Linked DNA regions of Mus musculus: region 1 is linked to region 2. Evidence: chromatin contacts called from public promoter capture Hi-C data. All regions are on one chromosome and are shown on one strand. Each heading gives the region's core, a stretch centred on a gene start, on an enhancer-like site or on the middle of the called end of the contact. The rest is flanking DNA. Distances are from core to core; before and after follow the strand shown.

Region 1 (2,700 bases), core at 27-2,526, 380 kb after region 2:
CATTTAATTGGGGTTGGTTTACAGGTTCTGAGGTTCAGTCCATTATCATCAAGGTGGGAGCATGGCAGCATCCAGGCAGGCATGGTGCAAGAGGAGCTGAGAGTTCTACATCTTCATCTGAAGGCTGCTACTCACTTCCAGGCAGCTAGGGTGAGGGTCTTAAGTCCATGCCCACAGTGACACACCTACTCCAACCAGGTCACACCTACTCCAACAAGGCCACACCTCCAAATAGTGCCACTTCTTGGGCCAAGCATATACAAACCATCACAGCAGGACTTGGGGCTTTGTGGGACATAAGGCAAGTGGCCAAGCCAAGACCCTATAAAAAAGGAGAGAGTCTGGGTCTGGTTCTCCATTCCTTATAGTCCCACAGTCCTGAACTCACATGGCTTCCATGGTGAGTGGGAATTCTCGGGAGAGCAAGAATTAGAAGTAACTTTTTAGTCATTTTTGAGTAGCCGAAGAAAGCAGAGAGTCCGGGGGATCTGAGGGTCAGAGACTACCATGGGGAGGGGTAATTTGCTCCAAGTGCTCAGGTGGGCCCCATTTCTGAAGTTTCAAAACAAGGTTTCCTCAAGCATGAGTTAATTTGTCAGACACTCAGAAAATTCCCCAACACACACTCACTCACACACACACACACACACACACACACACACACACACACACTTACTCAGTGGGTGACTTGGTTAGAGTCTGAGACAGAACCTGGAGGACTGAAGAGTCTATTGAACCAAATCTTCCAGCCCCATTGCCTCCTTGCTAACCCCATAATCTTCTTCAGAGCCACCAGTGCGACCCTGACCTCACCACAGAGTCAGCGGGGTGGAGATCCCGTGGCAAGCGTCCCTAGAAGGAAGGAAAATCAGCAGAGACTCTAAGGATCCTTTTCGTGCAGGTAACCCGAGTGGCCAGCATCTCACCACGCACATCAAGCTCTCCAGGCAGGTAGGGATCAGCAACGGGTTGTGCGCAGTGTAGTCTGCGACTGCGCCACCAGCCTCAGCTTCCCTACTTGCGACTGGCCGCACGCCCGGGGCCCCAGGGCCAGGTGTGCCCTAGTCGCTCTTCCCCAACCTCAGCCCGGTTCCCACGCTCCACAGCTCCACAGCGACCGCACCCTGGGTCGAGCGGCGTCCATAGGCTGGCTGTGCCTGTGGCAGCCTTGTAAGGCAGTGGCTGCCTCGGGTGTCAGTGCGCTGCGCTCCTGCTGGGAGGGGCCTTAGTGCGCGCCTAGGCGGAGCGGGAGGAGGAGGGGCATGTGGGCGGTGCCGGAGGGCGGGGCCCGGCGGACAGCTCTGAGAGCTCGGCGCCCCTGGGCGCGCGTCTAGTCGCTGAGGCGCAGCAGTGGACGCGTTTTGGAGGTAAGCTTGCGCTGGGCGCTGTCCGTGGTCCGAGGCGCGGTTCTGGGGCCAAGGCTCGGGACCCCTCCGGTCCGTGAGGCTGGCCACCTGTCACTCTCTGCAGTGGCTAGATCAGGTCTAGTTGCTGAAGCAACTAGTTCCTTTGAGATCTCAGAGCAGTGGTGTCAAGAATGGGTATGCGTTTACACTGAGCCAGGCGCATTGCGTCGGCACTTGATACGGTGGACAGAAAACACCCCACGGCTCCCCACCAGACCAAGGTGCCAGGCCTCGTGCCAGCGACCCGGGTCGCTGCTCGTGGAACCTGGTGGAAAACGGGGTAAAGAGAAGCCACCGCCCGGAGCTGTGCATACCGGAGCTGGAGCTGCCGGGGGTTCATGGGTCCAGAATCCTGAGCGCGCGTTGCGTCCTGCAGGTGACAGCGCCAGTTCTCTATGTCACCCTCCTTTCGAGCCTGCATCTCTCATTCGAGATGGCGAGGGTTTTGTCAGGGTCGCATGTTGAATGCCCACGTTTGCGCGAAGGAGAGGGAGGACTCGACCCTTGCTCGGCGGTTTCGGTTATGTAAACGAGGCCTTGAACTAGGTGAGGAAGACGAGTAGTACCCTTTGTGGCGCAGCTTTGGACAGGCTGTGTCCTGGTGATTGGTCCTGTGCGTGTCCTGGGGCGAATGGAGGCGTTCGGCCCAGAGCCCACTTGCGTATCTGGGCTCCCTTGGCCGTGTAGGTGGCTTTCTTAGGCGGCGCGAGCTCTCCACGACTGGAGCAATGTTGTGTGTGTTTGGGGGAGCGGGGGAGAGTTGGGTGGGGGGCGCGAAACCCTGCTTGTCTTTAGCTGGATTCTCTGGCGGCCGGCTGCTGTTTCTGCTCGCGTGCCAGCCCCTCTCCCGTCACGTGACCCTGAAGGACTGGCGAGGGGGAGGGGCACAATCTGAGCGTCTCTAAAGGACTCCTCTATTCAGAAAAGCTCCTGATTACCACCGGGACTCGCCATTAGAAAAGGTGCCCTATTCAAGTGGCGTATTTGAATAGACAGCTTTGAGAATCCCTGTCTTAACCGATGGTGAAGTGAGGGCGACCTGCGCAGCTGCACGTTTTCCTCTTGGTGCTCCTTGGGTCCGCCTTCTCCATTTCTTGAGGTTGTGGTACATGGCTATTTTAACTATCATCTAAGGTTTTGGAAATTTTTATAAGCATTAGAAAATTCCGTTTAAGAACACTGAAACCAGACATGAGGGGTGGAGGCTTGGGAGAAGTCTGCAGAATGGGGCCCTGCAGACAGCTCTGCTGAGCTTCAGGGAGGATGAGACCCAGCTTCCTCAGCAGGGCCTGCT
Region 2 (2,700 bases), core at 119-2,618:
AGCTGGCCTGGTTTTGAATGCCTTCTCATCCTGCCTCTACTTCCCAAGAGTAGCTTACAAGTGTGCACCACCATGCCCCGCGATATTCTTATTTTTGAGACTGTTTTCTATGCTGGTTTCTTTGGGGAACTACACTAAGGTAGCTTACAAGTGTGCACCACCATGCCCCGCGATATTCTTATTTTTGAGACTGTTTTCTATGCTGGTTTCTTTGGGGAACTACACTAAGGTAGCTTCATTGTTGGCATAAATTTCTCAGTTCAGGCCCATATCTCCTAAGTAGCAGAACTAAGCAAATCTCAAACAAACCCCTCAAAAAGACTGATGTCCACTAAACGGACTTCTAAAATAGCTCCTGTAATCCTGAGCATTTACAAGGCGGCAGACCTCCTATAAGGGAGTAAATATGAAAACGCGCCTGTTCAAATGCTAGGTCGGTGGATAGAAGCAATTTCCTCAGAAAGCTGAAGGCACCAAAGGTTATATTTGTTAGCATTTCAGTGTTTGCCAAACTCAGCTACAGTAGAGATCACAGATTCCCTATTTCCCAGAGATTCAAAATTCAGCAGCCCCTCTCTAACTATGGCTCAGAGTCGTGTCATTACATATGCCCCAACAACAACCCCCACCCCTATCCTACCCCCGCCTCACACGTGCAAGTACTATCACAGTTGCCAACCTAGCAGAGCTGCCATCCTAAGGTCGAGGTCGCCGCTTTGGCTGTGTGCACAGGCAAGCGCCCTCACCCAATGGCCCTGGCCTTGCTATGGGTGCGTGAGTTGAGATGATGCTCTGGACTCTGAGGTGAAGGCCACTGGAACAGTGAAAAAAGCTAACGCAGGGCTTTTACCTAGTCCCCTTCCTTTGGTGGTGGGTGTTTACGGAACATATTTGGGATCTGAGTGTATGGTCGCACCACAATAAAGCCTTAACCTATATAGTAGAATTTCAGCTGTAATCATTAAGAACTGAGATTGCCACCACCCACCTCACTGTCTGTGTCAACCACAGCAGGCTGGAGCAGTCAGCTCAGGAACAGGCAAAACCTTAGGTCCCTCCGCCTACCTAACCTTCAATACATCAAGGATAGGCTTCTTTGCTTGCCCAAACCTCGCCCCAGTCTAGACCACCTGGGGATTCCCAGCTCAGGGCGAAAAGGAAGCCCGAGAAGCATTCTGTAGAGGGAAATCCTGCATGAGTGCGCCCCCTTTCGTTACTCCAACACATCCAGCAACCACTGAACTTGGCCGGGGAACACACCTGGTCCTCATGCACCAGCATTGTGACCATCAACGGAAAAGTACTATTGCTGCGACCCCGCCCCTTCCGCTACAACGCTTGGTCCGCCTGAATCCCGCCCCTTCCTCCGTTCCCAGCCTCATCTTTTTCGTCGTGGACTCTCAGTGGCCTGGGTCCTGGCTGTTTTCTAAGCACACCCTTGCATCTTGGTTCCCGCACGTGGGAGGCCCATCCCGGCCTTGAGCACAATGACCCGCGCTCCTCGTTGCCCCGCGGTGCGCTCTCTGCTGCGCAGCCGATACCGGGAGGTGTGGCCGCTGGCAACCTTTGTGCGGCGCCTGGGGCCCGAGGGCAGGCGGCTTGTGCAACCCGGGGACCCGAAGATCTACCGCACTTTGGTTGCCCAATGCCTAGTGTGCATGCACTGGGGCTCACAGCCTCCACCTGCCGACCTTTCCTTCCACCAGGTGGGCCTCCAGGCGGGATCCCCATGGGTCAGGGGCGGAAAGCCGGGAGGACGTGGGATAGTGCGTCTAGCTCATGTGTCAAGACCCTCTTCTCCTTACCAGGTGTCATCCCTGAAAGAGCTGGTGGCCAGGGTTGTGCAGAGACTCTGCGAGCGCAACGAGAGAAACGTGCTGGCTTTTGGCTTTGAGCTGCTTAACGAGGCCAGAGGCGGGCCTCCCATGGCCTTCACTAGTAGCGTGCGTAGCTACTTGCCCAACACTGTTATTGAGACCCTGCGTGTCAGTGGTGCATGGATGCTACTGTTGAGCCGAGTGGGCGACGACCTGCTGGTCTACCTGCTGGCACACTGTGCTCTTTATCTTCTGGTGCCCCCCAGCTGTGCCTACCAGGTGTGTGGGTCTCCCCTGTACCAAATTTGTGCCACCACGGATATCTGGCCCTCTGTGTCCGCTAGTTACAGGCCCACCCGACCCGTGGGCAGGAATTTCACTAACCTTAGGTTCTTACAACAGATCAAGAGCAGTAGTCGCCAGGAAGCACCGAAACCCCTGGCCTTGCCATCTCGAGGTACAAAGAGGCATCTGAGTCTCACCAGTACAAGTGTGCCTTCAGCTAAGAAGGCCAGATGCTATCCTGTCCCGAGAGTGGAGGAGGGACCCCACAGGCAGGTGCTACCAACCCCATCAGGCAAATCATGGGTGCCAAGTCCTGCTCGGTCCCCCGAGGTGCCTACTGCAGAGAAAGATTTGTCTTCTAAAGGAAAGGTGTCTGACCTGAGTCTCTCTGGGTCGGTGTGCTGTAAACACAAGCCCAGCTCCACATCTCTGCTGTCACCACCCCGCCAAAATGCCTTTCAGCTCAGGCCATTTATTGAGACCAGACATTTCCTTTACTCCAGGGGAGATGGCCAAGAGCGTCTAAACCCCTCATTCCTACTCAGCAACCTCCAGCCTAACTTGACTGGGGCCAGGAGACTGGTGGAGATCATCTTTC

The links. Promoter capture Hi-C pulls out the DNA fragments that hold promoters and counts their contacts.
Region 1: a contact with region 2 is called in a promoter capture Hi-C map of the C10 cell line. The contact joins the promoter of Tppp here to the promoter of Tert in region 2. A contact is called at or near these places in 2 of 39 promoter capture datasets (the C10 cell line and pre-B cells).

The regions. Positions count from the first base shown.
Region 1 is chr13:74,008,143-74,010,842 of GRCm38.p6, forward strand. It overlaps Tppp (tubulin polymerization promoting protein), which reads left to right and starts at 1,277. Exons shown (of 4, transcript NM_182839.2): 1 at 1,277-1,367. It overlaps Gm15912 (predicted gene 15912), which reads right to left and starts at 1,212. Exons shown (of 3, transcript NR_168519.1): 1 at 934-1,212; 2 at 677-852; 3 at 1-322.
Region 2 is chr13:73,625,543-73,628,242 of GRCm38.p6, forward strand. It overlaps Tert (telomerase reverse transcriptase), which reads left to right and starts at 1,369. Exons shown (of 16, transcript NM_009354.2): 1 at 1,369-1,706; 2 at 1,809-2,700. The coding sequence starts at 1,488. RefSeq lists a promoter at 1-1,458 and enhancers at 1,128-1,147, 1,288-1,308.